Linked DNA regions of Rattus norvegicus: region 2 is linked to region 1. Evidence: chromatin contacts called from public Hi-C data. All regions are on one chromosome and are shown on one strand. Each heading gives the region's core, a stretch centred on a gene start, on an enhancer-like site or on the middle of the called end of the contact. The rest is flanking DNA. Distances are from core to core; before and after follow the strand shown. Region 1 overlaps Prkcd (protein kinase C, delta). Region 2 holds the start of Rft1 (RFT1 homolog).

Region 1 (4,483 bases), core at 1,175-3,674:
GACCCGGTCCTTGTTCACAATGTCCCAACATTCAACTCTGCAGCCCCTGCCTCTCCTCAGTTAACAGCTTCCTGAATGATGAAACCTCCAAAGATAACGAGGCCACCTCTCTCTGCCACCTAAATCCATCAACAATCTTCCCGAAGCCTCACCCACCTTAGGCTCCCCAGGTATATTGCCAGCCCTGATACTCTCTGCTCCCACTGCCCTGTGTCCAGGCCCCTCAAGCCCTGCCTACCTGGGTCACTTGGTTCAAGGCCTCAGCCAAGAGCTTTTGGTTGATACCACACAGGTTGGCCACCTTCTCCCGGCATTTGTGGTGCACATTCATGCCGCAGTCTGCAAGAATCAGAGGAGGGCCCAGCAGTGTCAGGTCTCAGATATGGATGGGGGGGTAGGAGGTGGGGTAGGAGGGAGGGGACCTTTTTGGACTGTTGAGCTTCTGGGGATGAGGGCATTTGAAACCACCATGATATGTCATGGTTCAAAGAAAGAAAAGGAGACTAATGGGTACAGCCACTCACACCCATAATCCCAGCAACGGGAGGTGGAGGCAGGAGGACTGCTCTAAACTCAAGGCCAGCCTTGGCTACTGTGTGAGAACCTGCCAAAGAGAGAGAGAAAGGGGAGGGGGGAGGGGAGAGAGAGAGAGAGAGAGAGAGAGAGAGAGAGAGAGAGAGAGCGCTAACCTCTTTAACATCTGAGACAAGTGAGTGAGGCAGCTTTCCTCAGGGCTTTGAGATTCTCCTGAAGGGAAGCTTGGGATAAGGGGAGGGGGCAGGGGACGGAGAGGAGGCAGGGGAGGGGGAGAGGGAGGAAGGCAGACAGGGCCTGCTAGTGCAGCAAGCCCTGGTTAAGCACTTCCAGTCACCTGCTCCTCAGTGATGTGAGCTGTGCACTGGGGATGTAACTTGGAGACATATGAAGGGGAGACAAATAAGAGTCCTTTGGTTTTAGGGCCAGCATGAGAAGAATCAGGCATGATGGTGGGTACTGGGCTTAGGAGGTGGAGGACCTGGGACCTGTGTAGCACACACCTTCACACTTTAATCCCTGTTTCACCAATCCCCAGAGCAAACTGCCACAGTGGTCACAGAAGGTGGGGCTCATGTAGTTATAGACCTTGAATCGGTGAGGCATGTCGATGTTGAAGCGTTCTTTCTGGAACTGGAGGGAAGGGTATCACAGGTCAGGGGTCACATGCCAGCTCTCCAAAACTGTAGGTTGTCAGGTGCATAACGGGGTTCCACCAAGGTCTGGGAAACCCAAAGGCCCAAGGAGCCCAGAAAAGATGCAAGGAAAGTGAAAGAAAGTGAGGAAAGAAGGTGAGCCCCACAGAGTCTTGGGTACCCATGGCCCTCCCATCTAACAGTCCCCAGACCCCCGCGCCCTGGGCCCAGCTCACGATGGTGTCCCGGCTATTGGTAGCAGTGCCAGTGCAGCGGCCGATAATCTTGTCGATGCATTTCTTATGGATGGCAGCGTTGCATTCTTGAAGGGGCACAGGCCCAGGCGGGGTGGGGGAGGCACCAAGAGAGGCAGAGTCTGAGCTGACACTACTGGCCAACTACAGCCCTCTGCACAAAGCCAGCCTTCTCACTGGCCGCCCACACCCTCACCCTACACAGGCCTCAGCCCGGGGCTTTATTCCCCCTTCCCCCCGCTATCCTTTCCAGAGCAGCCTGCAAAGCATGGGCAAGAGACAGGCCAGTCTAAAGGGTAGTTAGAATTAGAGAAGGCTCAAGGACCCTCAGTAGTGGTGTGTGTGGGGGGTGGGTAGTAAGAAGTGAGACTGTATAGGGGCAGGAGGAAAGCCCCTCTTTTCGATTTCTTTCCTCCAGGTCAGCAAGTAGCTGCTGAGCTCTCCTTCACCGGTCCATATGACACGCCCCGCAGAGACACCTGCCCATCCACACAGAGCTTGCGTGATCACAACAACAGACTTCTTTTACTGAACACTCACCACCTGCTAAGCCCTCAAAACATAGCTTACATGTATGTATGTTATCCCATGGGTCTTCACACTTGAACCTACTGTCTGTAGTTTACAGACAAGGAAAGGGGCACTTGGCCCGTGCTGAGACCAAGGCCGTGCACTTGGGAGAGCAGCCTGTGCTCGATCACACCCATGGTCTGCAGAGACTGCTGCACACTTTGTGTCACCGTGAAAGGAGCGCTCACGCTCACACCTGTGCGTCACACACGTTCATCTACAACAAGCATACAGTCATGGGAGGGCTAGTGAGGATCTCACGCCCACCCTGGGGGCAGAGACCTCGTGTGTGTCCCTGCCTAGTCAGTGGCTGGTCTCCATGTAAATCTCTACAACAGCAGATTTTGGGCAACAGCCTGGGAACCTGCACAGAGTTAGGAAGGAATGCACAGAACTGGATCCAGCCAGCTGCAACAAGCCAGCCTGGCACTGACTGACTCGAGCACACACACTCATGTACATAGGGCTCTTGTCCAGACTTGCTATCCAGACCCAGAGACACAGTGACACGCGTCAGCACATACATGCACACACCAAACAGAGGAGAGACTTACGCCTGCATTTGTAGCCTTGCTTGTTGAGGCCCCTGAAAGGCAAAGCCCCAACAGCAGAGTGAGTGAGGATGCTCCAGTTCAATCCCTTCCTTCCTGTGCCACCCCCGGCAGGGGTTACCAGCCCTCACCAGACAAACTCTTTGCACACAGAACAGAAGGTGGGCTGCCCAAAGAAGGTGGCGATGAACTCGTGGTTCTTGATGTAGTGAATCTTGGCCTGTTTAATGGCTCCACGGCGGTTCATAGTTGGGAACATGGCCTCCTCCTCACTACGCATGGACTGTTTGCAATCTACGAGCCATACAGTAAAGTCAGCCCCAGTCCATTAAGGTCAGCCCCTCCAGTCCCTCCCCAGATGGCCCCCACACATCCCCATGGGAGTTGCTTGCTTTGGGACTCCTTCCAGCTGCCTCTGACCTGGCAAAGGAGCTTGCCCTGCCCGTGGGCCTTACCCCCATCCTCCAGGAAATACTGCACACACATCAGCACCTTGGCCTGAGGCTGCAGGTCCAGCTGCAGGGGTGGGAGGGGGATGTCAAGTCAGTGAGGGCGGGCCTGGCCCATGGGAGACTCAGAACCCACCCCATTGGTCTCCCTCAAGGCCAAGGGGGGCCCTAGAGCCTGGCCAGACCCCAGCCTGTCCAGGGTAGGCAGGGCCCCGCCCAAGCCCCGCCCCACTTTGCACCCAGGGTATTATTACATTTGGGGAAGTGAAAAGGGTCCAGCCCACACCCTGCTAGGCCACACGGCCCAGGAACAGTGTACAGGGGAACTCCCCGCCCTACCCCCATCTTCACACGCAGACACCACACCACTGTGCCTGAGAACGCAGAACGCTGCTCTCAGAGATCGGTTCTCCAGTAGCCCAGACAGTCCAGAGAGGGAAAGGCCCAAGCCTCTCGGGACACAGAGCCAGTGCTATTTCCTCAAGGAGAGCACCTGGCCAGGAGGCTCCTGGATCCCTGCCTAACCGGCTTAAGAGTCGGGGCTGTCCTATGTGACCCCCCTTCTATCTAGGCTCCTTCACTCATTAAGGCTGACCAGTGTGTCCAATGGTCACTGAGCCTTTTTAAAAACACATTTTGGCTGCAGAAGACCACAGGATTGTATTGGCTCTGGCATTCTGCAGCCAACAAGAACACTACCACAGATGCATGTGGCCCCAGGCATGTGCAGTCCTAGTTTCAGCAGGTGAGTGTGCAGACTGCCAACTTTCTTCTCTTACCTCTTTTCTGCTAAATATCGTGATGTGGGTTCCGTGCCTGGCTAGACCTGTAATATCCTCAGCAGACTCCCCAAAATAGGAACAACAGGTGCCTGAGAAGGGGGCCTGGTGCTGGGGTGGGAGCTCGGCACTGTACGAGCATACCCTGCCTGTCCACATTAACTGGCGGGGAGAGTTAGCTAAGTTACCATGGTGACTTCCTGCAGGCCATAGGAGGTGCCTCACACTCTGTGGTGCTGGAGAGATGCTACACAAGCACTCTGTCACTGAGCCACAGCCACAGCTAACTTCACGTTACCCGGCAGGCCTTGAACTTGTGGCACCCCGTGTCAGCTTCCCAAGTACGTAGGATTATAAACCTAGGACACTACGCCTGGCTTGCACTAAGCACTTGACATCAGTGCTCGTTTTCTCTGGTGGGACCTTGAAGTGGAAAGAGGCTCGGGGGCCGAGGACTGGTACATCGGGGCCAGGATTTAAGCTCAGGTCACAGCAGCTACAGAATTGAACTCATTCACTCTCCAAGCCCCAGCCCACGAGCATCCATGCAAGACCCTGGCTCACAAGCCTCTCACCCAGAACTCAGCCTTGCCGTTGTTCTTCTTGCAGCGCTCAGCCAGCACTGACACGCCCACGGTCACCTCCGACATGGGGTCTTCAGCTGCCCGCATCAGCACGATCTGGATGACACGGCCTTCATAGATGTGGGCG
Region 2 (4,483 bases), core at 866-3,365, 47 kb after region 1:
TTTATATAGCCACTCATCCAATAGCCAGCCCTCAAATATCTTCTCTTTAAATATGGCCACTGATCTCTCAAATGTCTTTATTATACAGCCACCAATCCACCATAGCAGCCTTCAAACATCTTTATACGGTCACTGACTCACTGTAACCAGCCCTCAAATATTACCACAAAAGTGACATCCTTATCCTAATTACTTCCCAAGTACTCTCCTGAGTGTATCTGTATATGTGTCAGGACTGTCACTATGTGACACATTTTGAGAAGACACATTTAGTTCAAAGCAAGTACAGACTGTGGGTAGTTAGGGGTCAGGATGGGGTCCCTGGAAAGGCAGAGTACTATCAAGGAAGAGATTTGGGCAGACACACAGTGACAGAAACAAAGAAACACTCAACAGGGACTCTTTAAGGACCACTAAGGGGTCCGGGTTTTTCATTTGTTTGTTTTGAGACAGAATTCCACTATGTCATTCTGGCTGGTCTGGATGTATGCTATGTAGACCAGGCTAGCCTCAAACTCAAAGAGATACAGTTGCCTCCTGAGTGCTGGGATGAAGAGATCCAAGTGTGAGTGTCTAAAATGTACTGATAAGGATGGCGATGATGTAAAAGGTGACACACAACTACCAGAGAGCAAGGAAGGCCCAAGAGCTTAGAAACGGTGATCGTTTATGCTGGGGACTTTGGGGAAAAAGTATGAAATACTTCCAGTCTGTCCTTTGACCTGGTCTGTTCTGCCCAGGTCCGTGATGTGCAGATTCAAACAAGGCACCTTGTACCTCCCAGGCTTCCTTTCCTCCTCTCTGACAACCAGGCCCAAGTATCAGAGCTTTGGGAAGGTTTCTACAAAACTCCATACATGAAAATGCTGTGTCTGACTTTTAGTCCCCGGTTCTTCCTTTGCAAAATGGGGAGAAGTCCTGTCCAGCCCAGTTGGTGGAAGGGTTCTGTACCTACATTTGTGTAAGAGCCAATGGCAAGAATCTGAGCGTCTCTGCTGAGCACTGTGTCCTGACACCACTGCTTGCTTGCTTTGCTTTGCTTTGAAACAGGGTCTTCTGCATCTTGGGCTTCAATCTCCTTATGCACCTAAGGACAACTTTAAATTTTTGGTCCTTCAGCCTTCACCCCTGAGTGTTGGAGTTCAGAGTAGGTGTATGTGGTACCTAGAGTTTCTCAAGTGTTTGGTGAACACACTATGAACCTCCAGCCTCTGACCCCAGTGTCTAATGCCATAGTATTGGATTTATTTGCAATAGAGACATATTCATAAAAGGAAACAACTTCCATTTAAAAAAATCAAAGCAAGAAGAGGGATGGGACTGTGGTATCTGTGGTAAAGCACTCACGTTACATTAATAAAGCTCTAGGTTCAATCCCCAGTACCGGGAAGCTAGGCAGGGAAGATGTTTAGCAGGCCTGCACATTAGCCGGGCAGGTTAAGAGTTTACCATGTAAACCTGCCAATCTGAGTTTGATCTCGGAACCCATGCAAAGGTGGAAAGAGAACTGACTTCTGAAGAGTTCAGTGATACACACACAACTACACTATACAAAATAAAATTTAATTAGAAAAACATAGATTACCTGGGAGCTGGAGACAAGAGGATCAGGAATTCAAGGCTATCCTAGACTCTCTAAGTGAATTCCAGGCCAGCCTTGGCTACACAGAAAGACCTTATTTCAAAATAACAGTTGGAAACCCTACACTTGGGAGTCAGAATCCGGCAGATCACTGAGTTCGAGGCAAGTCTAAAATTATGTATCGAGCTCTAGGCTAACCAGGGCTACATAATGAGACTCTGTCTCAAACAAAACAAAACAAAAAAACAAGCCAAAAGACATCATACCAATTGGGCCTAGGAGTGCGCCCTAGTTAACCCAATGTTCCAGAGGCTGCGATCTCTAGGTCAACATGGACTACAGGGACCGACGTTGAACACACTCTCAAAACAACAACAAAAACAAAAAGAAAATAAAACACCGAAATCAAACACAAGCAAGAAGCGGTAGAGACAGAGCCTCACAAGTTGTTTGGATTCGCAGCTCCTTGTGCTCCGCCTCCGTTGTCAAAGTCCCCAATCAGGAGCGAGTCTGTCCGTGACGCCATTTTTCCGCGACGAAGCAGGCGCGGGGCGCGTTTCCTCCTTTGAGCCGAGCCTCTGAGGCTATGGGCAGCCAGGAGGTACTGGGCCAGGCGGCCCGGCTGGCCTCCTCGGGTCTCCTGCTGCAGGTACTCTGCTGCGCCCGCTCCAGCGTGTGGTGCCCCGGCAAGGCCTCAGGGGGAGGCTACTCTGGGTTCCCCGCATTGCACGGGGTCCCACGGGGGACCACGACGGCGGGGAGGGGCGCCGGGTCTAGGAGTTGGGAGTCTACGGTTCCAGTCTCGGCTGATGCCATTGACAAAGATGCCTTTGCTTTCTGAGCATTGTATTACTGTGTGGTAATAGGAGACGATTTAAACAAGTGGTAGAGACGGAGGCTACTTTAATCTGATATTTTAAGGGGTTCATTTCCTGAGTGCTCCACACTTGATCCTCAAAACACCGTTCTTCAACTCTGATTCGCATTGAGTTTAGAGAGACCATATGGCATAGCTAAGAACAGGGATCCGGGTTCAGGCATTGCGTGCTGTGTGACCTAGAACACGTCACTTCAGTCCCAGAGTCTTTTAGCTCCTTGTTGACAAAATGAGTGTAATAGTATCTAATTCAGAAAACAATTTGCAAGGATTATTTGGGATCATTTGAATAAGAGCACTTAGCACAGTACCTGAATCCTAGTGCACTTAATAGACTGCGTCTGCAGTTTGTCCTTGGACAGACGTTTTTTGGCTTTTTATTTTTTTTTTCTTGTCAGTTCATCCACATGATCCAGAATCCACCTTCACCAAAGAGGCACAAAGAGGTTAGGAGAGAGAACCAGGCTGAGTTAGATTCAGGTTAGATGACTGCTTTTAAGATACAAATTACTTGGACTAGGTGTAGTGGCACAAGTCTTTCATCCCAACATTCAAGAGGTTGAGTTCTGTGTGAGTTCCAATCTGAGCTCCAGTCCAGATAGGGCTATATACTTAGACCCTATCTCAAAAATAAGTTAAAAATCACTTGACTTTTTACTGAGCATTTTTTTTTCGTTTCCTTTCTCCTTCCTTCCTGCTTGCCTGACTTCCTTCTTCAACTTCCTTTTCATCTTTGTCTTTGTCTTTTATTTTAAAAGACAAGATCTCTCTATGCCTTCCTGGCTGTCCTGTAATTCACTCTGTTGACCAGGATGGCTTTGAACTCAGATCTGCCCTGCCTCTGCATTTTATTTTATTTTATTTTATTTTATTTTTATTTTATTTTATTTTTTTTTTGGAGCTGGGTACCGAACCCAGGGCCTTGCGCTTGCTAGGCAAGCGCTCTACCACTGAGCTAAATCCACAACCCCTATTTTATTTTTTTTTAGAAAAGAGATTGCTATGTAGCCCAAGCTGGCCTTGAATTCTTGCTACTCTTGCTGCAGCATATGAAGTGCTGGGGTAACCATCCTGACATGTACCACCATCCCAGCTGCTTCCTCATTTTGAATGAGAACAGTACTGCAACTTCACAGGGTGATTAGGAAGATTAGATGAAATAATTTCTGTTATGTTCTGGTACACTACAAGGTGCTTAGTAAATGTTAGCTACTTTTATTAGCATAAGAAGTTTGTAAATGGCAGTGTAGGGTAAAATAAGCTACGTTTGAAGGATGTAGAAAAGTGCCTTGCACACAGTATATAAAGCAAAATTGGCTACTCTTCATTTAATTCCGTTTGTCTAGTTCTTTGTTTTTCTCTTTCACAGTATACACCAGTTCAATATATTATGCATAGTGTTTTGTTTTGTTTTTTTTTTAAGATTTACTTGTTTTTTGTGTATGAGTACACTGTCACTGTCTTCAGACACATTAGAAGAGGGCATCAGATTCCATCACAGATGGTTGTGAGCCACCATGTGGTTGCTGGGAATTAAACTCAGGACCTCTGGAACAGCAGTCTGTGCTCTTAACTGCTGAGCCATCTCTCCAGCAGCATAGTGTTGATTTTTTCCCCCCACCTTTGGAAATACCTTACTACCCAGATTGGCTTCTGTGGATTCTGTATGAAGCTAAGCTGGGCCATCCATTTGTTGTTTGATATTAGGTGAGATTGCTTCATTCTGAGTTCTGTTTCAGGTGAATTTGCCTGGCTGTCCTTTGCTGTTGCAACTTGATGGCTCCACACATCCTAAGCCAGCGCATCACTGAGCTGTAGTCTCAGCCCTGGCTGTCTTTTGTTGTTTTGTTCTTTTGACAGGGTCTCACTGTGTAGCCCTGGCTGGACTAGAATTCTCTACATAGACCAGGCTGGTCTCAAATTTGTCCACTTTTGCCTTGTGGATGCTGGGATTAAAGGCTTGTGCTCCCGTGATTAGCCTGCTTGGTTGTTTTTAAGGGTCAAATACTCAACAAATGTAAAAG

What was found. Hi-C and Micro-C count contacts between places; a contact is called where the count stands out from the background.
Region 2: a contact with region 1 is called in a Hi-C map of kidney, with 2.0 times the contacts expected there. The contact joins the promoter of Rft1 here to the enhancer-like site in region 1. A contact is called at or near these places in 8 of 12 Hi-C or Micro-C datasets (the A7r5 cell line, frontal cortex, hepatocytes and 4 more) and 1 of 1 datasets of contacts at active chromatin or transcription factors (oligodendrocytes).

The regions. Positions count from the first base shown.
Region 1 is chr16:5,784,072-5,788,554 of GRCr8, forward strand. Prkcd (protein kinase C, delta) reads right to left here. Exons shown (of 19, transcript NM_133307.2): 4 at 4,348-4,483; 5 at 3,000-3,060; 6 at 2,676-2,838; 7 at 2,548-2,579; 8 at 1,406-1,491; 9 at 1,038-1,167; 10 at 239-339. Among named protein-coding and RNA genes, the nearest start is that of Prkcd, 20 kb to the right of the region's middle. Within about 2 kb of position 2,425, at least 3 of the 93 cell types and tissues checked have an H3K27ac peak or open chromatin away from gene starts, as enhancers often do. A contact at or near this core is called in kidney, where this site is marked.
Region 2 is chr16:5,831,431-5,835,913 of GRCr8, forward strand. It overlaps Rft1 (RFT1 homolog), which reads left to right and starts at 2,116. Exons shown (of 13, transcript NM_001135866.1): 1 at 2,116-2,231. The coding sequence starts at 2,169. It overlaps LOC134482446 (a long non-coding RNA gene), which reads right to left and starts at 2,110. Exons shown (of 2, transcript XR_010058555.1): 1 at 1,849-2,110.